Regions from separate parts of the Mus musculus genome. Here all the other regions are linked to region 1. The links are chromatin contacts, called in public HiChIP or PLAC-seq and promoter capture Hi-C maps. All regions are on one chromosome and are shown on one strand. The core of a region is the stretch at or near the end of the contact, and the rest is flanking DNA. Distances in the headings are between cores, read along the strand shown.

What was found. Promoter capture Hi-C pulls out the DNA fragments that hold promoters and counts their contacts. HiChIP or PLAC-seq counts read pairs in DNA pulled down with a chosen protein or histone mark.
Region 2: a contact with region 1 is called in a promoter capture Hi-C map of embryonic stem cells, with 10 times the contacts expected there. The contact joins the promoter of Hhipl2 here to the promoter of Capn2 in region 1. A contact is called at or near these places in 3 of 39 promoter capture datasets (embryonic stem cells, hippocampal neurons and liver).
Region 3: a promoter capture Hi-C map of embryonic stem cells shows a contact between it and region 1, with 4 times the contacts expected there. The contact joins the enhancer-like site here to the promoter of Capn2 in region 1. A contact is called at or near these places in 6 of 39 promoter capture datasets (the C10 cell line, embryonic stem cells, hippocampal neurons and 2 more) and 1 of 115 datasets of contacts at active chromatin or transcription factors (pancreatic cancer cells).
Region 4: a promoter capture Hi-C map of embryonic stem cells shows a contact between it and region 1, with 77 times the contacts expected there. The contact joins the promoter of Taf1a here to the promoter of Capn2 in region 1. A contact is called at or near these places in 5 of 39 promoter capture datasets (the 3T3-L1 cell line, 3T3-L1-derived adipocytes, embryonic stem cells and 2 more) and 1 of 115 datasets of contacts at active chromatin or transcription factors (bone marrow-derived macrophages).
Region 5: a FOXA1 HiChIP or PLAC-seq map of pancreatic cancer cells shows a contact between it and region 1. The contact joins the promoter of Mia3 here to the promoter of Capn2 in region 1. A contact is called at or near these places in 11 of 39 promoter capture datasets (the 3T3-L1 cell line, 3T3-L1-derived adipocytes, embryonic stem cells and 6 more) and 4 of 115 datasets of contacts at active chromatin or transcription factors (astrocytes, bone marrow-derived macrophages, extraembryonic endoderm stem cells and 1 more).
Region 6: a contact with region 1 is called in an H3K4me3 HiChIP or PLAC-seq map of embryonic forebrain, with 4 times the contacts expected there. The contact joins the enhancer-like site here to the promoter of Capn2 in region 1. A contact is called at or near these places in 2 of 39 promoter capture datasets (cranial neural crest and embryonic stem cells) and 11 of 115 datasets of contacts at active chromatin or transcription factors (acute myeloid leukemia, bone marrow-derived macrophages, embryonic forebrain and 7 more).
Region 7: a contact with region 1 is called in a promoter capture Hi-C map of liver, with 4 times the contacts expected there. The contact joins the promoter of Disp1 here to the promoter of Capn2 in region 1. A contact is called at or near these places in 13 of 39 promoter capture datasets (the 3T3-L1 cell line, the C10 cell line, cranial neural crest and 7 more), 1 of 484 Hi-C or Micro-C datasets (CD8 T cells) and 10 of 115 datasets of contacts at active chromatin or transcription factors (the NIH/3T3 cell line, bone marrow-derived macrophages, craniofacial prominence and 7 more).

What each region holds. Positions count from the first base shown.
Region 1 is chr1:182,516,183-182,519,237 of GRCm38.p6, forward strand. It overlaps Capn2 (calpain 2), which reads right to left and starts at 1,428. Exons shown (of 21, transcript NM_009794.4): 1 at 936-1,428. The coding sequence starts at 1,172.
Region 2 is chr1:183,417,002-183,420,056 of GRCm38.p6, forward strand. Hhipl2 (hedgehog interacting protein-like 2) reads left to right here and starts at 1,469. Exons shown (of 9, transcript NM_030175.5): 1 at 1,469-1,828. The coding sequence starts at 1,511.
Region 3 is chr1:181,622,148-181,625,202 of GRCm38.p6, forward strand. Dnah14 (dynein, axonemal, heavy chain 14) reads left to right here. Exons shown (of 87, transcript NM_001377039.1): 18 at 546-890. The region is part of intron 2 of Gm33612 (a long non-coding RNA gene); the gene reads right to left. Among named protein-coding and RNA genes, the nearest start is that of Gm33612, 3.6 kb to the right of the region's middle. Within about 2 kb of position 1,639, at least 36 of the 459 cell types and tissues checked have an H3K27ac peak or open chromatin away from gene starts, as enhancers often do. A contact at or near this core is called in embryonic stem cells and pancreatic cancer cells, where this site is marked.
Region 4 is chr1:183,387,322-183,390,376 of GRCm38.p6, forward strand. It overlaps Taf1a (TATA-box binding protein associated factor, RNA polymerase I, A), which reads left to right and starts at 1,664. Exons shown (of 11, transcript NM_001277959.1): 1 at 1,664-1,837.
Region 5 is chr1:183,368,028-183,371,082 of GRCm38.p6, forward strand. Mia3 (melanoma inhibitory activity 3) reads right to left here and starts at 1,538. Exons shown (of 26, transcript NM_177389.3): 1 at 1,370-1,538. The coding sequence starts at 1,502. It also overlaps the pseudogene Gm37339.
Region 6 is chr1:183,251,438-183,254,492 of GRCm38.p6, forward strand. Fam177b (protein FAM177B) reads right to left here. Exons shown (of 6, transcript XM_030244966.1): 6 at 2,863-2,892. The coding sequence ends at 2,863. Among named protein-coding and RNA genes, the nearest start is that of Fam177b, 23 kb to the right of the region's middle. Within about 2 kb of position 1,489, at least 10 of the 459 cell types and tissues checked have an H3K27ac peak or open chromatin away from gene starts, as enhancers often do.
Region 7 is chr1:183,220,086-183,223,140 of GRCm38.p6, forward strand. Disp1 (dispatched RND transporter family member 1) reads right to left here and starts at 1,444. Exons shown (of 10, transcript NM_026866.3): 1 at 1,238-1,444.

The sequences.
Region 1 (3,055 bases), core at 178-2,677:
AGGGCTTCATGCATGCTAAGTAAAGACTACCAACTGAGCTATACCCCCGCTAGTCTCTGGTACTTTCAGACTAGACTCAGTAACAAAAGCAGCCTGGGGGAACCAAGAGGATAGAAGCAGGGTATGAATGTCCATTGTCCTAACAGGAATCTAGAAGTTTAGACTTCCTCTCAGTTCCTGGGAAAAGTCAAGTGAGGGTCCCATGGGCATCCACTGGCGATTGAAACCACAAGGGAACGGGAAGGGCTTAAGGGCAGAGACTCTGAGGGTTAGGACAGGAGTATCTAGGAGTTGAGCAGAGGTTTCCGGGTGAGGACTCTAGGTCAGCAAAATAATGAGTAACAGAATCATTGGAGCCCATCGATTCTTTAAGCTACCCTTCAGTTCTTTAAGTTAAAGAGTCCTCTAACTGCACTTTGAGAGCCAGACAAAACCCACGCTGGATAAATACATGTACTTGCATTTACAAGTGCCACATGTACTTGTGACCACCTTTGTCAGCCAGAGCCAGGCTGTGCCCACCCCTTGCCCCCACCCACCCAGCAGTCCCGAGTCTTCTATCCTACTCTGATATCCCCACCCCCACCCCTACTGCCGAGCAGTGTCTCCACCCTCACTCAGATCACCACTAGAGTCCAGTAAAAGTTTCACCCCAGCGGCCCTGTGTCCCTGCGGCTTTGTGAAGCCGAAGGCAGCCTCCAGGGCGTGTCCACTAATGGGATTTGGGGTCCTGTCCTGCGAAGCGCTCTGCGCGCAGCTTGGGGCAGGTCCACTGGCTGGGCCTCAGTCTGCATAGGGAGTCCCCTTAGCAGCAATCGCGGAGCACTACTAAGCAGGGACTACCGAGCCGGGGAGCCAGGGACTTGCAGCCTCCCGGAACCCCGAGTGCCCTTCCAGGCCCTGCCGGCCCTGCCTGTTCCCCTCGCGCTTCCTACCGTGGGCCGCTTCCATTCGATGCCCCGAGTTTTGCTGGAGTAGGGCCCCAACTCCTTATAGCCCAAGGATGACGGCAGGGCGGGGAAGGAAGGATCCTGGAAGAGCGCCCCGGCCTCCAGGCACTCGTTCCGCAGCGTCTCGTAGTCCTGGTTGAGGTACTTGATGGCTCTCTCATGCGACCCCAGCCCCTCGGCCGCTTCGCGGTCCTTGGCCAGCTTTATCGCGATGCCCGCCATGGTAGCGATCCGGTTGGCGCACTGCACGGAGAAAGGGGTCGCGGAGAGGCGGGGCACGGCACTCGGCTGGGGCGCGGCCGGGCCCGGGGCGCTGCAGCGGACTGCGGGAGCCGCTGCTGCGGGGATGATTCACCGGCGGGAAGCGCCTGGGCCGTGCGCGGGGTGTGGCCTCCGCCTCCCCAGGCCTGCTCGGCGCCGGGCTCCGGACGCGGCTCGCCGGCGACCTGCACAGTGCCAGCCCGACCGTGAGGACTACGGGGCCGATGCTGCCACCTTCGGACGGCTCTCGGGATGGCGCGGCCCGGTGGGGAGGGCGAGCGGGGGGTGTTGGGGGGACGACAATCGCAAGTTGGGGAGCGAAGTTGTCAAACCCCAGCCATTGGGGAGTAAGGCTGGGCGAAACTCAGCAATGACTGTCCAGAAAACATCGGATGAGTCAGGAGCGGATGAGGGAGGGAGCGCGGCGACTAAGCCAGTTGCCACTCATTGGGCTCAGGATCGAAAGAGAGCTCTGCAGGCTCTGGGCACACATGTTACCTACCACCCCCAAATTTGTGAGAAATGGCTACTGGTGTGTCCATCTTACAGATGAGAAACTGAGCTCCAAAGAAGTTCAAAGATGTAACCCCTACAAATTAAAGCAAGACAGGAATTTTAGGGTCCCAGGGCCTCTGCAGTTACTTATTTGTGCATAAGTAGGGCTGTACAATTTGACAAAAACAAAAAACAAAAAAACAAAAAAACAAAACAAAACAATCCATGCTTGTTAAATCTAAATTTCAAGAAAAGGGGCTGGGGGATTGTGTGGTTTTAGCATACGTAGCCCTCAAATATCACCCGAGGCAAACCTGTGTTAGAATAATAATGTGATGCTTATCTAAAACTCAGATTTACCTGGGATGATTTATTGAGTTGCTGCTGGGACACCATTTAGAACAGAGCCCCTGTTGGTGGCCTGTACCACCGCTCTGTCCAATGAAAGTTTTCGCTGCCACTCACACACACAGAACTGGGCGGGCTTGTGCTATGAATGGTTTAAAGCACGGGTTCTCAACTGGAAGCAACCCGCACGCACCAATGTGACCCTAAAGGTTTTTGACCCTAACTGCAGACTTTCCTCATATTGTCACAACTGGGACAAAGGAGGCTCCTGGCCTCTACTGGGTGGAAGCCAGGTGCTACTAAAGGATGGTCGGGCGGAGGGCATCCCTCTACAGAGAGAACAGGAAGAAAAGTGCAGTCTGAAAGATCTCTGTGCCAGGCTGAGAAACCCTGGTTTGAACCTCATCTTGGTTCAGCATTGATGGTTTCTGAGATAGTTTGTAACTCTGTCAGTTGCAGGAAATTGTAGCAACTTGAAATATCAGTGATATGCAAATGACTGTTCCTGGAAGAATCAAAGTGTCTGTCTCCCTGTGGCAAAGCCAGGGCTTGTCTGTTGATACTGCTACCTCACTATTCTCTCCTGGGCATGGCAGGTGTCTGGGATCTTCCCCCACTTCCCTTTTGAATCCTGAGCCCAGAAAAAATCAGGGTGGGGCCAAAGGAAATCAGATGGTGGGAAAAAATGAACAGCTTCCGGAAAAGAGCCATGAAGCTTAGAAACCACCATGCTGCAAACAAATGCTGGCTGTCGAGCATGGTAGCCCATGTCTTTAAATCCCAACACTTAACATGAAGTGCCTGACGGGCCGCGCCCAGAAGGTTCTACCCAGCAGTAAGCTGGATACATACATGCTAAGGGGAGGCAGGGATGGGGGCAGATCTCCATGAATTCCAGGCCAGCCTGGTCTGCACGGAGTGTTCCAGGCTAGCTAGGGCTATACAACAAGACCCTGTCTAAAAAAACAAAAGTACAAACAAACAAAACATGAGGTGTCTGG
Region 2 (3,055 bases), core at 219-2,718, 900 kb after region 1:
GTGGGTGGTAGGATGTATGAGGCCCTGGGTTCAATCTTCACGAGCTCTCCTGGCCTGCTAGAGGCTGACTGCAGTGCCTGTGTACCGGCTGGTTTTGTGTGTCAACTTGACACAGGTTGGAGTTATCACAGAGAAAGGAGCTTCAGGTGAGGAAATGACTCCACGAGATCCAGCTGCAAGGCATTTTCTCAATTAGTGATCAAGGGGGAGGTCCCCTTGTGAGTGATGCCATCTCTGGGCTGGTAGTCTCGGTTCTATAAGAGAGCAGGCTGAGCAAGCCAGTGGAAGCAAGGCAGTATGTAACATCCCTCCATGGCCTCTGCATCAGCTCCTGCTTTCTGACCTGCTTGAGTTCCAGTCCTGACTTCCTTTGGTGATGAACAGCAGCGTGGAAGTATAAGCCGAATAAACCCTTTCCTCCTCAACTTGCTTCTTGGTCATGATGTCTGTGCAGGAATAGAAACCCTGACTAAGAGAGCCTGGGAGGGGGCTTCAGAGGGTGATTCTGTTCTGACTCTCACTGTGGGGACACAGTCATAAAAGTTCCTTGCTGGACACCGGACTTGCCCCCTGCTTGATTTTGAATTTCCCAGTCTCTAAACTGAGAGATAAGTTTCTACTATCTATAAGTTAACAAGTCTACAGTATTTTTGTTTTCTTCAGTGTGCTTTTGAGATAGGGTCTCATGTAGCCCAGACTGGCCTTGAACTTGTCTACAGTCAAGGATGACCTGGATCCTTTGACCTTCCTGTCTCTACTTCCCAAGGGCAGTTGAACACAGCACAGCCTGATTTGTGAGATACTGGGGAATCAAACCCAGGGCCTTATGCATGCTAGGCAAGCACTCTACCAGCTGAGCCCCATCCCAGTTTGTGATATTATTGCAGCAGAGTGAAGGGATTGAGGCGCCCTCCTTTCCTTGCTTGACTGCTTGTGTTTTTCTTGCTGGGGATGCGAGATTCATGACACTTCCTCCCATCCAGGCACACTCGGGACGGCTCTCCGTGACATGCTCCCAGACCCACACCAGCACTCTCTGTGCCCTTCTGCACTGCAGGAGCCTGGACATTTGCCTCGCGCAGAGTCTGCTGTCAGACATCTGTAATGTGTGCCGCTCAGCCTGCAGAAAAACAGTAAACAAGCGGGAATTTCCTGGCCTGCCCCCAACATGGCGGAAACTCTGTGCAATTTGAAGAATCCTAGCACCTCAGTCATTGATGCCAGCACACGGTTGACTAAGCACCCGCAGTCTCCCAAACCCTCAGCACTAGTGTCAAGACCTGCTCCAGCTTCACTTTTAGGTAAGGACACCTCTCCCTGATGTCACGAGGTATGCTTAGCCACCAGCACAGAGAAGGAACTTCACTGATGAACCACCTCATTGAACTGGGGCAGGATGTGAGGGAGAGAAAGAAGGAAGAGCAGTTGGGAGCGGGGGCGGGGGGGGGGGCACTGGGCAGACTGGGCAGGCCAACCCAGGAAGGAGCAGCAGAGAATTCCCAAGGTCCAAATGCTGGGAAAACATACTAGCCCACACACTGTTCCTGGTCATCGGGCCCCGTGGCTCTCTCCTGGCATTTTCTGCCTGGGCCTCCCGTTCTTGTTGGGCTGGGTGGGCCTGCTGCAGGGACACCCCCAGTGCTTGGATTATGGACCACCCTTCCGTCCTCCTCAGCACCTGGACTTTTGCTCTGACTATGACTCCTTCGGCTGCTGTGATCAGCGCAAAGACCGCCGCATCGCTGCCAGGTACTGGGACATCATGAGCTACTTTGACCTGAAGGCCCACGAGCTGTGTGGAGGTTACATTAAAGACATCCTTTGCCAGGTGGGTCTGAGTGTATGTAAGCCTAGGAAGAGGAGGAGGAGGAGAGGGAGCCAGTTTGGAAAAGCGATTTGTGGCTTTACAGTGTTTGGCTGAACAGTGAGGGATCCTGGAGTAGGACTCTTCTGCCAGGTGCCTCCCTGGAGAGCTGGAGGTGAGGGTGTGCCCTGGTTCTCCATACTCTTCCCTCTGGGCTTTTTCTCCAGACAACGAAGATTGAAAGAGGTGTTCATGGGGTTCTCAGTGCAGCTGCTCCGTCCTGCCTACAAGGACCAGAAAGCTGGGCACAGCATCCCTGTGGCATTTATGCATTGTGCAGTGGGCAGGGGTGGGGCGGGGAGGGGTTGTGACACCTGCTGAGAGGGTGTTTTGCCATGGGGGCTTTGGTTGTGACAGTGGTGGTGGCAGGGGTTGGGGTCCTGTCTGCAGAACTCCTAAGCTGGATGCAGAGAGCCTCAAGTTGCTGGGAGGAAATGACCCAGAGTTTCTCCTCTCCACGCTCAGCAGCAGCCAAAATCCACAGGCAGGAGGCGTCACCTTAGCTGAGCTGAGCTTGAACATTAGAAGGTACAGACTGCGCATGCGCACGCGCACGCACCAGTCTTCGGGAAGAGAGTCCAACTCGAGAAGCTTCTGCAGGAAAGCAGCACTCTAATGACGTGACAGACATCCTGGGGCATTTTAGTGCTAGTATGTGGCTGTCCCAGGGTATCTTTATCCCACCATGGCCACTGTTTTCAAACTCCTCAGCTCTATGCGTGGGTACAGACAGCCTAGGCAGGAATCAGTGCAGTAGCACTCAGAGGACAGACACCTGGGTGGCATCGCCTCGGGGCTGTGTTCTCAGGACAGGGCACCGTCCTTCAGGTGTTTCCTGGAAATTTAACTCTGAGATGAGCAAGGGGTGTGCATGTGTGCATGCGTGTGTGTGCGTGTTATGTGTGTGTGTGTGTGTGTGTGTGTGTGTGTGTGTGTGTATTGGCTCGAGGTCAGTGTTAGGTGGCTTCTATCTCTCTTTACCTTGTTTGGAACAGGGCTTATAAAACTTGGATTCCCTTGATTCAGGTAGGATGGCTGGCAGCCAGTTCCAAAGCTTCCTGTCTCTGGCTCAGTGCTGTGGCACTGGCTGGGATCCAAATGCAGGTCCTCCTGCCTGCGAACAAGCACATTAGTAGCTGAGCCATCTCCTCGGCCTTAGAACGCGAGCTTTTCCAAGCAGCATGGAAACTA
Region 3 (3,055 bases), core at 389-2,888, 890 kb before region 1:
CACTGTGGAAAGGAGTTTTTTTCCCTGCGGTTCTTTCATGACTTTGGTTTGCCAAGATGTTGGTTTTCCATTTTCCAGCCCTTCCCTAACCACTTAAATGCATTTTTTTTTGTCCAAATTCACAGTAGAATATAACTATCTCAGCTTGTGTCCGAACTCTGTCCTAACCAGATAAACTATGTCTTAGGAACTAAGTGAAATCAGAAATACACAGGCCCAGCCTGCTCTGGGACTGTGTGAGGAGAAAGTCGGACGACAGGCAGTGAGCTAGATGGTTGGTCTCTCTAGGACATAGTTCAAAATAATACCTTGATTACAAATTAAATATCTGAGTAACCTTTGCATGAAAGTCATGTTATCTATTTTTCTTAGTCTTGTTTCCAACATATGGCAATATTTAATTCCAGTTCTAAACAGAATGAATTGTACAAAGACCATCATTTGACAGTAACCATCAGCTTGCCCAACAATGCAGATAAAAGCTTTTAGTAAGGCTTCTATTTCCAGGTGGAACATGCTAACCATCTTGACGTTTTCATTCACAGATTGTGACTCTGCTGACTATTATTGGTAATTCAGTGGGCTTGGTTAGCGACTACAGCTGCAGGTTTCTGAAATATTGTTACATAGTAGAAAAGGCCAAAGTCATGACTACAAAACTGCCATTCATGACGAACTTGACATCCATCGAGTTTAAAAGAATAATACATAAATTCAGAAGCTACCTAAAGCAAATCGTGACCATGACTATTGAGATACGTATTGGAATTTTTTATGTGAATAGTCTGGATTATCAATTAGCATGCTTACCATATGTTGATGGCATCATACAAATGAGCTACAACCTGTTACAATGTACCATTGAGGAAAAAAGTGCAAATCTATTAGAAGTAAGTCTTTATTTTTTTCCTCTTTTTTGTTGAATTAATTATTAATGAATCCCAGCTTGAAGGGGGGGGGGTCACTTCCCACCTCAAACATTTATGTTCCCAAGTGAGACACACATACACAGCCTTTATATTTTTATATGCCTTAAGCAGCACAATAGCTGGCCTCCACGCTGCGAGAACCTGCCCCAACCTGCAGGACTTGTTTAAACAACAGGATTCTCGAGGGAAGGGAGCTACAACAACAAATTTTGGGATTAGAAGACACAAAAGAAGGATGCAAGACAAAAATTCTGTTCAAGCCTCGTTTACTCAGGGGAGATGGGGGGCTTTTTAAAGCTGAAAACCGCAAACAGAATTTGCTCAGGTACACAGGCCAAACCACAGTGCTAGGTAACACACTAAGGTCAAAGGAATGTCCCCATTGTAAAAGGTCCAGAAAGGAGTGCCCTCATTGTAAAGGGAAAGGAATGCCCCACATTGTAAATGTCCTGAGTCAATTACAAAACGGAAGCAAGATAGTGGAAGAAGCAAAAGAGTGTTAGATAATGGCCCTGGAACAAGATTCCAGAGGCTTCTGGGGCCCCAACAAGAACCTACCTCTGCCAGTAATTCCTAGTTACCACTTATTAATTCTTATGTTCCATCTTGGTTACTCTTCACTCCAATTAGACATCTGGGTGCTCTCCTTGCTTCTCTACCCCATGGCAGACTCTGTCTCTCCTCCCTCCACACTCTCCTAAGCCATCTCCCCTTCCTCTCCTCCCGTCCCAAGCCCAGGAAACGCCAAGCTCTCGCCTCTGTCTGTCCTCCCCAGCTCTCAGCTGCTGCTTTCTTTATTTACCAGTCAGAGCTAACTGAGGGCAGGTTCCCAGAAGCTATGTGCAGACCCTATCGTGCAAACAGTTTTTTGGGGGAGCATAGTTAGCATTCATAATACAAGCAGGTACACCTTTTCATAAGAAAATTTCAGATTAGATTATAACTTGATGATATACAATCAAAAATACATATAAGTATTATACTCAGAAAATCCCAAAGTACTGTGATTACATTTGTTTTTGTGTTTAGTCTTTATCTGTGTATAAGTGCATTTCTGTATGTGAATGTGACACATACATTTGCCATAACATGTGGAGGTCAAAAGGCAAACTTCAGGAGTTGTTTGACACAGTGTCTCTTGTTTGTATCACATAAACCAGATTAGAGGCCCTTGGGCTTCCAGAAATTCTTCTCCACTTGATTTGGCCGTAGGACTCCTGGGATTATAGACATGCATGCTCTTGTGTAGTTTATGGAGATGCAAACTTTGGTCCTCACACTTGCAAGTACTTTACCCAACTCAGTCCCTCCTCAGCACTTACATGTGTGTTTTATTAAATATCACTTCCTTTAGAACTTTCTGTAACTACGTGGAAGACTGCGCCCCATGTCACTGCCCATCTCTTTTTTTTTTTTTTTTTTTTTTTTTTTTTGGCTTTATAACGCACATCATTGTCTGACATCATTGTTCCCCATAGACTCACTAGGCTATGGCTTGTCTGCTTTGTAGAACAAATATGGATCCCAGTATCCTAGCTGTTGCCTGTACCAGCATCCTCCCATAGTACCCAAGACAGGTTTCAAGACCAGAGTTTATGATAACAGCTATCATTTTTTTTTCTTTATCCAGCCAGACTTCCAATACTTCTTAAACCCAAAGTTACAAGCTGCCCATCGACTGTGCCTCTGCAGTATAACTGTGAGAGGATAGCAGCATTCTCACACATACCAAGTCTAATGTTGCATCAAACCTTATCCAAAGTAGCGAACAGAGCTTGAGTGGGCCAGGAATAATTTTCAAGAAAGATGTTAATTGCAAAAGGAGAAGCGCCAGTGGCGTGGAAGCGGAGTTGACAGGCAGGATATTGCAGGCAGGAGTTAATGTAGCTAGATTCAGTTGCACATGACTCCCACGTGCAACAGCAACAGCAACAGAGCTGTCGCCTACACAAGTTAGAACTAATTTCTCTTGTGGGAAGTAGTAGTGCCCACATAGTGACTTGTAGCAGGGACGGTAGGGAGGGCCACCTATATATAAACACCGGGGGCCACGTAGCCACAAAAAAACATCTACAGGAGTACCTAATTTAGGACTGCCTGAGAGACCAAGGATTGGTGGTGCCAGC
Region 4 (3,055 bases), core at 414-2,913, 870 kb after region 1:
TGGGAGGGGTACAAGGAAAGAGTCTGCTGCAGGTGCAGCAACCCTGGATTGGCCCCAGCTGTGGTTGCTGTGGAGATTTTCCGACTCTTCCTCAGCAACCAATATCACAAACACCTGGCAATGGGCTTCATCAGTGGGCACACACATGGGTTCAAGGAACGGTCAGAACATTGGCAGACACATGGGTTCTAGGAGTGGCCAGAGCATTGTGTACCTCTATTTTTCTAAACCAGTGAAGCTAGTTCTGCTAACAATGAATCTATTTTGCCAATTTCAGGGCTTCTGTGACCTTTTACATTCTGCCAGGATCTTTCAACATCACAACATCCTCCCACCCCTTTTTTGAGACAGGGTTTCTCTGTGTAGCCCTGGCTGTCCTGGAACTCCCTCTGTGGACCAGGCTGGCCTCGAACTCAGAAATCTGCCTGCCTCCCTCCCTCCTGAGTGTTGGGATTAAAGGCACGCACCACTACTGCTAGTATTTTCCCCCATTTTTATGAGCATGACCAAAATCAGCTGAGTCATTTTGATAAATCAAGATTCCAGATGACAAGCTAATCATTATCTTGGTGTGTGTGTGTGTGACTGCCCCTCCTTTGTCACATAGTTTAGCTTTGCCTGTAGTTAGGAGTATAGGTTTAAAGGCCCAGGCATAGAGGCACATGCCTTTAATCCCAGCACTTGGAAGCCAGACTGATTTCTGGGTTGAGGCCATCCTGGTCTACAGACTAAGTTCTAGGACAGCTAGGGCAATGCTGAAACATGGTCTTAGAAACAAAAATAAAACAAAACAAAAACTCAGCAACAAAAAGAAACAGTAAGGGCAAAGACACAAAGAACTGTATAAATAACTTTTCTCTAGTGCCTATGAGCACTGCATACTGTTTACATAGAAAACACGGAATAAAATACCCATCGCATTAAAAAAAAAAAAACAACTCTTCATACAAAGTCTTTTTATAGACCCTTAGGTTTCTATGATACTCGGATTCTGTTCTCGAGCAGTAAATTCAAAGTTCCAGAGGAGTCCATGCCATCACTTATGCAGCCTTCAGTACGTTCTTTTTTATTTTAGTTCCAATAACTTTAAAGTTGTCTTCCTGTAGCTTTTACTCATTAATGCGTGTTTTCACCACTGGTGCCAGTCTGTTCATTTAACGGATCAGCCCTTGAAAATACATCTGCCATTCTCCATGGTCCTTTTCAAAGGCTTAACAATTCCACTATCTACCTCCAGAATTAACACATGGCTGTGAATGTCTCTCATGAAAGTGGGATCCAGACCCATCCCTACAACAATCCACGTTGAAAAGGAAAAAGATTCTTGCTCAAACTGTGAGGCAGGAAGTCACTTAAATCAGATGCTAGCAGCAACTGGGATCGGCTATGCGTTCCCTTGTCACACTCGACTTTGCGATGGAAATCTTCCAATTTCGTTAAGGCTCAGGCTAAATTGTCAATCTGGGCCAAACCAATGGGGAGGCGGAAGTCAACATCCACTTCCGGGCCTCGTCCGGAAGCCTCTTCAGAGCTGGATAGGCTCTGCATCTTTCCCACAGGTAACGCTCCTGTGGGGGCGTGGCCACGCATGCGCACTACCTGAATGCCCACCAGGCTGGTTCTGCGCAAGCTCCCAGGAAGCGCTCGTTAACTGCTTCCGGACAGGGTTTTCCGGGGCGGCGAACAACGTGGAGTCGGGCGACTCTGGAGCTTGGATTTAGCGGCTCGCGGGCTCCGTACGCCTTGCGCTTTCAGTGAAACAGGAAAAGGTGTGTGAGCCTCCTGCTTGTTCCTTCTGCGGTTTCCTCTTGACTTTGTGCTCCTGGGCTCTGAGACCGTAAGTTACAGAGATCGTGAACTTTTGGTTACCGTGGCAACAGCCACCACGCCAACCTTCCCCAGGCCAGTTTGAGTCTTTGAGGGCCAAGGAAGGATTTGCGTTGTCTCCTTACCGTGTGTGGTAAGGTCGATTTCTAATTCAGGTGCTATTTCAAACTTTTTCGCGGAACGGCTGAGATTGATTTTTTTTAAAGGCCTAATCTGGATTTAAGGCGGAGAAACAAAATTTGAGGCTGGCCAACTCTTTGGGAGATGGGTCAGCAGGTAGTGGCAATTACTGTCAAGCCGGGTGAGTTCGATCCCCGGATCTACACAGTTGAAGGACCCCTCTAGATGATTCTCTGACCTCCACGCGTGCGCCGTGGCTTCTTCCGACAATAAACAAAGTGTAATATTAAAAAAAGAAATCGTACCGGGCGGTGGTTGCGCACGCCTTTAATCCCAGTACTTGGGAGGCAGAGGCAGGCGGATTCCTGAGTTCGAGGCCAGCCTGTCTACAGAGTGAGTTCCAGGACAGCCAGGGCTACACAGAGAAACCCTGTCTCGGAAAAAAACAAAACAAAACACCCCCAAAAAGAAAAGAAAGAAATCGTTTGTCAGCAGGCTTCAGGTTCGATCTCTAGCACCGCAGAAAACAAAGAAAGCAACGCCAGTTGATAAGGGTGAGGGTACCGAACTAGGGTGATGCTGTGGGATTGCAGAAGGGAGGGACGCGTTCAGTGGAATTCGTAGCTTCAGTATTTGATGGATACGCAGAACAAGGGTCTTGAGCATTTTGACATTTAAATCCATGTCCAGTGGCATGTAGCTGCTTTTGTCGAGTCATTTCTTTGCCATGGGCCGCTGCCGACCCCCTTACGTTTTTTGTCATACCGGCTCGTCTGTGTGCTTTGTGTTTCCCAGACTTTTGTCTTCACCGTTTCTCAGTCCTAACTTGGAAGGAAATACGGTTGCTGCTATGATTATCTTAGATAACTTATGGGCTATTTATGTGGTTAAGTTCCGAATACATACTAGCAACTGCTGCTACTGTACGTGCGTGTTATATATTCTTTTTTTTTTTTTAAGATTTATTTATTTATTATATGTAAGTACACTGTAGCTGTCTTCAGACACTCCAGAAGAGGGCGTCAGATCTTGTTACAGATGGTTGTGAGCCACCATGTGGTTGCTGGGATTTGAACTCCGGACCTTCGGAAGAGCAGTCGGGTGCTCT
Region 5 (3,055 bases), core at 288-2,787, 850 kb after region 1:
CGGACCTCCCACGCTTTGAGGAACTCAGGTAGGACAGTGCCTGACAGCAAAGAACAGAAGACGCTTGACAGCAGTCAATGACCAAATGGTAGTAGGGCACCAAATGGTAGTAGGGCATGAAAGGGAGAAGTCGCCGTGGTGCCTTTACCTTCGTGGTTGCTTTACCTTCGCTGTTTATTTACAGTGGCCCTGGGTTACAGCTAGGACCTAGAATCTCAGCGACATAAATTACAGGCGCCCCTTTTTTTTCTTTAATGGTATTGGAGTAAACCATTCAAGTTATGCATTTTGCTTTTTCCTTTTTTTTTTCATAACACCAATTGAAATACAAATGGCTAACCTGCACTCTTCTTAGTCTTTTAGAATGAATACTTTTCTGAATGGACTGCTGTGATTTGTGAAGGACATCGTCAGTGAGTTACAGTTTCTGGAAACCAACCTAAAAACAGTATTATTCTGGGTAGGAGTAAGTCCCAGCAACATAGGGAACTAAGGAAAGGGCTGGACGGGTTCCTGAGACCCTTGGAGTATTTATTATCACCGTTACAGTAGTAGCCCTCTTCTAATCCTAACCTTCCCCATGGCCCACCTCCAACCCTGGCACCTCCAACCTAGGACTAGGGCGCGACTGCGCACAGAGAAGGCGGCTGCGGTTCTCAGGTAGTGACAGGTGCAGTAACTTGGCTGGTTAAAGAACGAAAGATTTTGACCTTCCCGCAGCCCTGCTTGGGAGCTGGCAAAAGGCTTCTATGCAAAAGAGCGACGGGACTGAAGGAGAAAACCGGGGAGACCACAGAATGCACTGCTTGCTTGGCCTCGGGATTCATCCCAAACCTAAACTCCAGTTCCTCTGGTTCCAAAGATGATGTGAGCTGGTCCCAATGCAGCCAAGAGGGCAGCGCCGAGGTGCCTTCTGGAGGAACCCCGCCGTCAATCGGCCGCTAGGATTGCGCCCCAGATCTCTAAGCGCGTGGATCTCGGTCTTGAGTGGACCCAGGTCCCCGCGGCCGGCGTTAAAACGCTCTTGGCTGCAGCATGGGGCGCCCAGGATGCGGGGGCGAGCCACCCCATCACCCTGGGAGCCCAAGGGGAGTGCGGGGATAAGGAAGCAGAGAGCAGCACCCTGGAAACCCGGCTGGGTCTGCGGCGCCCCCCGGCAGGGTCAGAGGAGCAGAGAGCAAATCCGGCAACAAGTGGTAGGCACGGCCTCTATGGCAGGGCTAGCCGGGCGATAGCCGAGTAAAGCGTACCAGCGCGGGCTCCGCGGGCCTGCGACCCCCTAGGCCAGGTGCCGGCTGTGGGACTCCGACCCGCGCAGCCACCGCAGCCACCCGGGAACCGGCCGCCCGCCCCGCCACCCCGGACTCACTGCTGCACTCTTCGTCCCCGCACACTTTGAGGTCCGAGAAACGCCGTCCGTGGCTGAGATCCGACTGGCCCGGGACCCACCAGAGCGCCCCCAGCACGAACAGCCAGAAGAGCAGCCCCGGCGCCGCAGCCATGTTGTGGCCACCGCGGGCCCGGGTGACGCGGAGGCCGCCGGCGGGCGGTGTCGGGGGCGGGGCAGGAGCGGGCGGTGCCGGGGGAGGCGCCCAAGAGGCGGGCTGCTGCGAGTGACACGTCAGCAAGGGCTCAGCAAGGGATGCGCGGTGACTTGGAGGAGGCCTTGGCGTCCCTCCCGAACTGCTACCTTGACGACCGTCAGAGGCACCTTCCCCTCGCCCAATCGCAAGCCTCGACTCGGGCGCCTTCACAGACGACCCTCCGCGTCACCAGGTTCGTCACTCCGCATCTCAGCGCCATCCCAACAGGTTTTTCGTCTTCCTCCTACAGCTTCGGATTTCTGGTCCATGCTAAACAGCCATCTCTCTCCATCACTTCTTCCAACTACCGCTTTTAGTTCTGAACCGCCAAGTCCCACACAGGACTGGACACAGTGTGTAACTGATCCATGCACAACCCCCGACCCTAACACACACACTTCAAACTCCATGGGGTTCTTTGGGACCTCCATGGCTCTCTTTTAGTTCAGTGGAGTAGTGGGTGAGACAGTAAATTAGAAAGTGTCATCCTTTAAGGAGAGGGGTGGTGGACAGTGATCCTCTGCCCACGATCTTCAGATTCCTGTCGCTGTCCATAAAGGACATAAGAACATAAAGTCATTTAGTCTAGCACCAACGTGTTCAGCTTCCATCTCCTTTGACAGAACTGTAGGCCAGACCCACTCCGTGGCACACCCGAATGCCCTCATGTTGCCAATAGCTACTGTCTCAATGTTCTCCTTAAGCTTCCTTATAACTCCGTATTTCCAAGTAACATGCAATGGCTTTACCACAGACTGCCCTGTCTCTCTGTCCCTTTATCCTGTTTCCTGGCTTTCTTCCCCTCTTCTGTTAGGTTCACTCAAATAGAGCAGCCCACTCCTCCCACCCCTCAAATAACTCTATAGGAGCTATTGTTTATGTGGTGCTGGAGTCTGGGCGTGCTCACCGACAGTGCTGAGCTACATCCCCACTCTAACTTGTTTTGTTTCCGCTTGTTCTTCATTGCCTAGGGAGGTACCCGGGTCTTGTGATGTGCTCAACAACAATCTGCTGCATGAACCACAGTCCCGATGTAAACACACACACACACACACACACACACACACACACAGACTCCATGGAGTTCTTTCAGACCTCTAGTGCTCTCCCCACAGCAGCATCCTCAACACCAAATCTGCAGATACGTTTATTGTTAGATGGGGACATATCTGTCAGAGCGACTACATTCTCACCCCACTGTTTCCTGTTGTTCTGGGTGCCACCGGGGTATGAAAGCACACCAAAGTAATTTAAACGTCTTCTTATGTCTACAGAATAGAATTAAATAACATTCCATTGGTAGAAAAAGACGGATAAAATAGCATGAGATATTGATTTAAATATACTTTTACATACAGGGCCAATGTTCCTATTACTGAAGAATAGTACGCTGTTTGGCTCATAATAGGTTTTGCTTGCTTTTAAAATGTATTTATTCTGGAGAGTTCAACAGCAAGCTTAAAAGATGCTGC
Region 6 (3,055 bases), core at 239-2,738, 740 kb after region 1:
AGGTCGGAGAACACTTGCAGGAGTTGGTCCTCTCCTTCTATACGTGGGTCCAGGGAATTCCACTCTGGTCGTCAATGTTGGCAGCAAGTGTATTTCCCTACTAAGCCGTCTCCCTAGCCCCAGAGTACTCTCAATACTTACAATTTGAGTTTGTTTGTTTTTAGAGGAAACCTCCTTGCCTTGCATCCTGTTTCAGTGATTCCATAATCAACCCAGCTGCATTTTGTTATAGTTGATTTTTTAATATTTGCCTCTCCAGTGAACTAGAAGCGCCTTCACAGCATAGAGCCTGGTACAAGATAAGTATTTAGTAAACATTTCAAGAATGATCAAACGGAACTGGCAAAATGACTTGACAAGTAAGGTTACTTGCCACCAAGTCTGAGGATCTAAGTTTGATACCTGGGACCCACACAGTGGAAGAAAACTGACACTTGCAAACCTGTCTTTTGACATCAACATCAGCACCATACCAAGCGATCCCCTCAGTAGAATAAATGTGCTTTCTAAAAAGGAGTGAATAAACAAATTTAAAACCTACACTGAATGATTTCCTTACCCAGGCTGCTGACTGACTGTGTGCTCTGCATGGTTTAGGCTGACTGTGTGCTCTGCATGGTTTAGGTGGCATTTGCCTAGGTCTGTGTCACATCTGTGTCTATGGACTCTTCCAAGTCCTTTCTCCTTTGTATGTTCTTTACTTCTAGCCTCTCTCTCAGAACGGATGCCTGGGGTAGGAATGTGCATTAGACTCCTTCAATAGAGAGGTAGGGCTGAGGACTGAGAAGTGGAACCGATGGCCCAGAAATCAAAGCTCACCCTTGGAATGCCCTGACCCTGAATCACAAAAGGTGCTAAGATCTTGAAGTCCCACTTCCTGATTCATCAAAAAGACCAAAGGATGAAGAGTACCTTCAGACCCTCTTGGATTCCAGGAACCAACATGTCACCTGACAGTAGATAGCCTTCAACAATATCACGTGGAAGGGATAAGGAAGGGGAGGGAGAGAAGCAAGGGAGAGTAGCTTCGAGCTGTAAAATGGTTTCGCTAAAACTGTCATCAGAACCCAGTTCTCTCCCCCAGTCCGGCTCAAATGCCACCATCTTTTTGGCATCTTTAGCGTCACTGATCACATAAGGAATGGCATCTACTTCCCTCTTCCTGACGGCAACTTAATTATGAAAGCAATCTTCTCACATCGCCGCCACAGCTGCTACTTCCAGGTACCTGAAATGCCGGTGCCCCAGCTGTCTTGATTGAGGCCCAGTTTGTAGGAAAACAAGACAAAATACTTTGCTGCCTTGATTCTGGTGGGAATTTAATTTAATTAGCATCTGATTTACACAATGCACTTCTGACAGCTGTGTTTGTAGAGTCTCCGTGGAAGCGAGAAATTACCATCCATTGAAATCATCATCTAGACTTATTTATCATCCTGCCGCATCTTCCCAGCCTTGAGCGCTGGGGACTTCTGTGTCTTTCTGGCACGCTTCAAGAAGGTTAAGGTAAATAATACTAAAGTGAGTGCACCGGGCTTTGCAGGGGTGCTTAGTGCAGGCTTGTTCTGCAGCCTTAATCGGGTCAGGGCTGGAAGGGAGAGGCCTTGGAGGCTTGATCAAAGGGCAGATGCCTTTTCATGTTGGGTTTTAAGAAAGATGAAAGATCTCAAATGAAAAAATGCTTAACACCTGGGCAGGAGCTGCTGGCCACTCTGAGGAGGGTGGCTCAGGGTGGATGGGAGAGACCGAGGGTAGACACACACCGGGACTTCTTCAGGACCTACAGCTTGACTGAGGCAACTAAGAAATTGGGGGAGGGGGAAGTGCTTAGGTTAGTGACTGCCTGGCTCATAAGAAATCCTTGTTGGGGCTGGTGAGATGGCTCAGCGGTTAAGAACACTGACTGCTCTTCTAGAGGTCCTGAGTTCAATTCCCAGCAACCACACGGTGGCTCATAGCCATCAGGAATGAGATCTGATGCCCTCTTCTGGTGTGTCTGAAGAGAGCAACTGTGTACTCACATACATAAAATAAATAAATCTTTAAAAAAAAAGAAAGAAAAAGAAATCCTTTAGCCCCTGCTTTACAGGTCTTTTACTTAAAGGGTTTACAAGTGTTACTATGTATCTTGTAACTGGGAAGCCTCCCTCAGGGACCGAGAGACATTCTGGAGAATATAGTCATTTGTAGAATAAGATGGCCTCCTCCAAAACTCCATGGGAAGGCAGGATCCTAGCTTGTATCATCCCTGGCTGATGCACACAGTTAATATAAGTTCCTGCCCAGCCACCGGCCTGTTAAGTCCTCTACTGTCCGTTCCCTCTAATGTGCCTCAATCAAAATGGCACTAAGTTCCTCCTCCTTCTTCTGTACATGTTAAAATAAGTCTCCCCTTTTCAAAGTGTTGCACAGCAGATCCTGCGAGGCACCTCCAAGTCTGATCTTAGGATGATCCTGAGCTGGATCAAATAAAAGTCTCCGAACAATGGAGTTCTATGCTCAGAGCAGGGAGCTAATTGAAAAGTGCTGACCAATATTACAGCAAAGGACTAGAACAGTAAAAGCCTTGAAGGATACCAGCAAAACCCAAGATATTGCTGGACTCATTGACTCTCAAAAGCCCTGGAAACCCCACTCACTAGCCAATCAGAGTGAACCTGCCTCCCATTTCCTGGTTAGCTAATTTTTCAACAAAGCTTTTTCCTTTGTCATAGTATTGGCTTCTCTGTACATGGGTGTATTTGTTTCCTTGCTCTGGAGTCATCCAGACAGGACTGAAGGATCTTCAGAATGGTTAAGCCCAATCAGTTCACTATCCCTTGTGTTGAATAAACCAATCATCTAAAGAATTATTAGTGTGGCTTAATAGATCATTATCACACCGGGCAGGGCCTGTGAGATAAGATATGTACACATGAAGCTCAGAGAAGGGAGAACATGTGTCTAAATTTGGGTGCAAGGAGGGGGAAGGGTATTCAAAGAAGTGACAGGCGATTGGAGTCTAGAATGAAAAGACTATTTCATTGCAGGTGATAGTCTTGATGGGAAGAGATAA
Region 7 (3,055 bases), core at 194-2,693, 700 kb after region 1:
GGTTCAGCCGTTATGAACACTGGCTGCTCTTCCAGAGGACCTCAGTTTGCTTCCTAGCACCCACATGGCAGGCAGCCCACAACTCTAGAGACAGGCACTGTGATGCCCTCTTCTGGTTTCTGAGAACAACAGGCCCACATGTGGTGCCCAGACATACATGCAGGCAATAACACCCATACACATAAAAACAAACAACTTAAAAAAGAAATGAAGAGATGCAAAAAGAAATCAACCCAACAGTTAGCCCCATGACTTCAGAAGACTGCCTTCAATGTCTTCATTAATATGTTAAAGCACTATGTTAGGTGCATCCTGCATTACATCAGCTGTGCCACCCAACAAACCGTTCTTATAATAACTTGTCTCACTGCAGCACAAATCTCAAGTAAGTCAGTGAGATACCGGGTTATGGATAAATGCACAGTGCTTTCTGGTTTGTTTGTATGTTTGTATTTGTTTCTTCAAGTAGTTCAGGTCAGACCACCAAGTAAGATGTAAGTTACCAGTACTGGCAAATACCGGGGGATAAAATTAAGATTGTAACTCTTGGGAAGGGAAACACTTGAAGCAATCAGTATACACCAGCCTCCATCAGTGACAGTACTCTGGCTTTGCCTAGTTATGCTCAGTGTGTGGCAAGAATCCAATCTATTTAACATCTAAAAATGTGTCACCCCATTGAGAAGCAAACAGTAAGTCATAAAGTGCAAACATGAAGGTGCAAGCTTTGTCCAGATACTTACAAGCTCACTCCACGACAAAGGAAGTGGGACAACCTGAACTCCGCAAGGTAGAGAAGAGTCTAAAATGAAAACTTCAGTGGGCTTGCTTGTCTGAATCAAAGACCTAAAGTCCTATTAGTCTGACAAAGCCTGAACGGGAGCTAAGTGAGTAAGAGTTCAGGTTTTCCCTACGAATGTTGGGTATTCCCCTCCGAAGACCACTGGAAGAGGGGAGAAGTCTTAAGAGAAAGAAAGCAATGTATTGCAAAGAAAGCAATGCTGAGCATGCAAGCCTTGGCTGCTCATCTCGCAGATGAGTTAGGTCAAGACGTCCTTCTCATCTTTAACCCCGAGGGTGAAAAGAGCTGCCTCTGGAGCGTCTCCCTGCAAGCCCCCCAAGGCCATCTCGGGCCACCTTCCCTACGAGCCTGGGGACGCGGACACACCCCCATGGAAGATGTCACCTCGGCCTCCTCAGCCCCTCGCAGCCACCCTCCGCCGCCAGCCGTCCTCACCCCGAGATCCCTGCTCTCCCGCCGCGCCGACTCCCGCGTGCCTCCTCGGCCTCCCCGGACCGCGGGGACGCAGCGCCGAGAAGCATCCACACCGACCACGGGCGTCCGGGACACTGAGGCTCCGAACTCTGCTCCAGCCGGAGCTCGCGGATCCTGGCCCGGAGCCGCGCTTCCGCCTGGCGCGGGCCGCGGTCGCCAGCGGGACCGGAAGTCCCGCCTCCGGCTATGGGCCCAGGCCTCCTGCTACTCAAAGCCGCTGCAGCTGGGCTGGGGTGCAGAGGCACATGCATCTCCTGTCTCCGTCTTAGCTGTCACTTAGCCAGTCTACAAATGCTGGGCCAGGTGTCCACTAGATGACTCTGAGACCGACCTCTGAGCCCACATTCTGGTTGAAAGTTGAGCTAAACAAAAGCAGTAGCTAATCAGACACCGCGAAGGACTATGTTTTATTTAATTCATTCAGACTGTTTCTTTTCTCCATCACTCATGAAACAAGAAAATGGTAGACGGAGAACCACACCTTGACACACTGTCTAGTTATCTTTAGCTCTTGTTTTTTGTTAAAACCTACTTTCATGTCAGGACTCTAAGGATAACTAAGAGGCATTGAAGTCAAGGCTGGGGACTCTTGTATCTCCTTATCCTTCACAATGTAGCAATTTTGAATAATTCTCTTTTTCTGCTTTTTACTATTAATTTGGGTCCTTTAATTGGCTTACTGAGGATAGGTGGCTGAACCTGGTGTGTTGGAGCACAGGCTGTAACCCTACAAGAAGCACAATTTGTTGTAACACAGCAGTGCTGTGGGAATGGTATGGTGTGTAGAGTTGAGCAAGAAGACGGACTATAAATAACAATTTCAGTTGAGACTGAATTAAAGAACAAATAAGAGTTAAAGTAGGCAAGGACATGCATAGCAGTATACCAGAAAGTAAGAGCCTGTCTTGTTCAGGCAACTGCATAGAAGTACAGTCAATTAAAGTCCAAGACCTCAAAGGCAAGAAAAAAACATAGACAAGACCAGATGTTGCTGTACTTTCGTAGTGGTTTGTAGATTTGGCCCCCCCAAAGATTCGTGTTTGAATGCATGGCCCACAGGGATTGATACTATTAGAAGATATGTCATTGTTAGAAAAGGTGTGGCCTTGTTGGAGGACATGTGTCACTGTAGGGGTGGGCTTTGAGGACTCCTAGTGCTCAAGCTCTGCCCAGGATGGAAGAAAGGCAAAATGCAGAACCCTCAGCTCCTTTACCAGCACCATGTCTGCCTGGCTGCTGCCATGTTTCCTGCCATGACGATAATGGACTGAACCTCTGAAACTCTAAGCCAGCCCCAATTAAATGTTTGCCTTGGTCCTAGTGTCTATTCACAGCAATGGAACCCTAACTAAGACAACTTTATACCAAATATTTTAGCTTCAAATTTCATACAACAGAGTCAATGGAGTCACCATTAGAATAGACAAAACAGCGGATCCTGGGGTTGCCCAGAGTGACTGTCCTAGCTAACAAAGAAAAGAAAAACCTGAGACTGGGCGTTTTAGCTCAATGATCATGGTATGTACCAACTCGCATGAGGCCCTGGGCTTGCTATCCAGCATCCTACAAACCTGGCATGGTGATGCAGGCGTGGAAATGTAACACTCAGGAGGAAGAGGCAAGAGCATCAGGGGTTGCAGGGCGTCCTCAACTCCATAGCCAGGGTGAGGCCAGCCTGGGACACGTGAGATAGAAAGGGAAGTACAGGAATCAGAGGAAGGGTGCTGAGGAAAATAAGAATCTGTAAGACGCCATGCGTAGAATGCAGTCTTCCCTCCA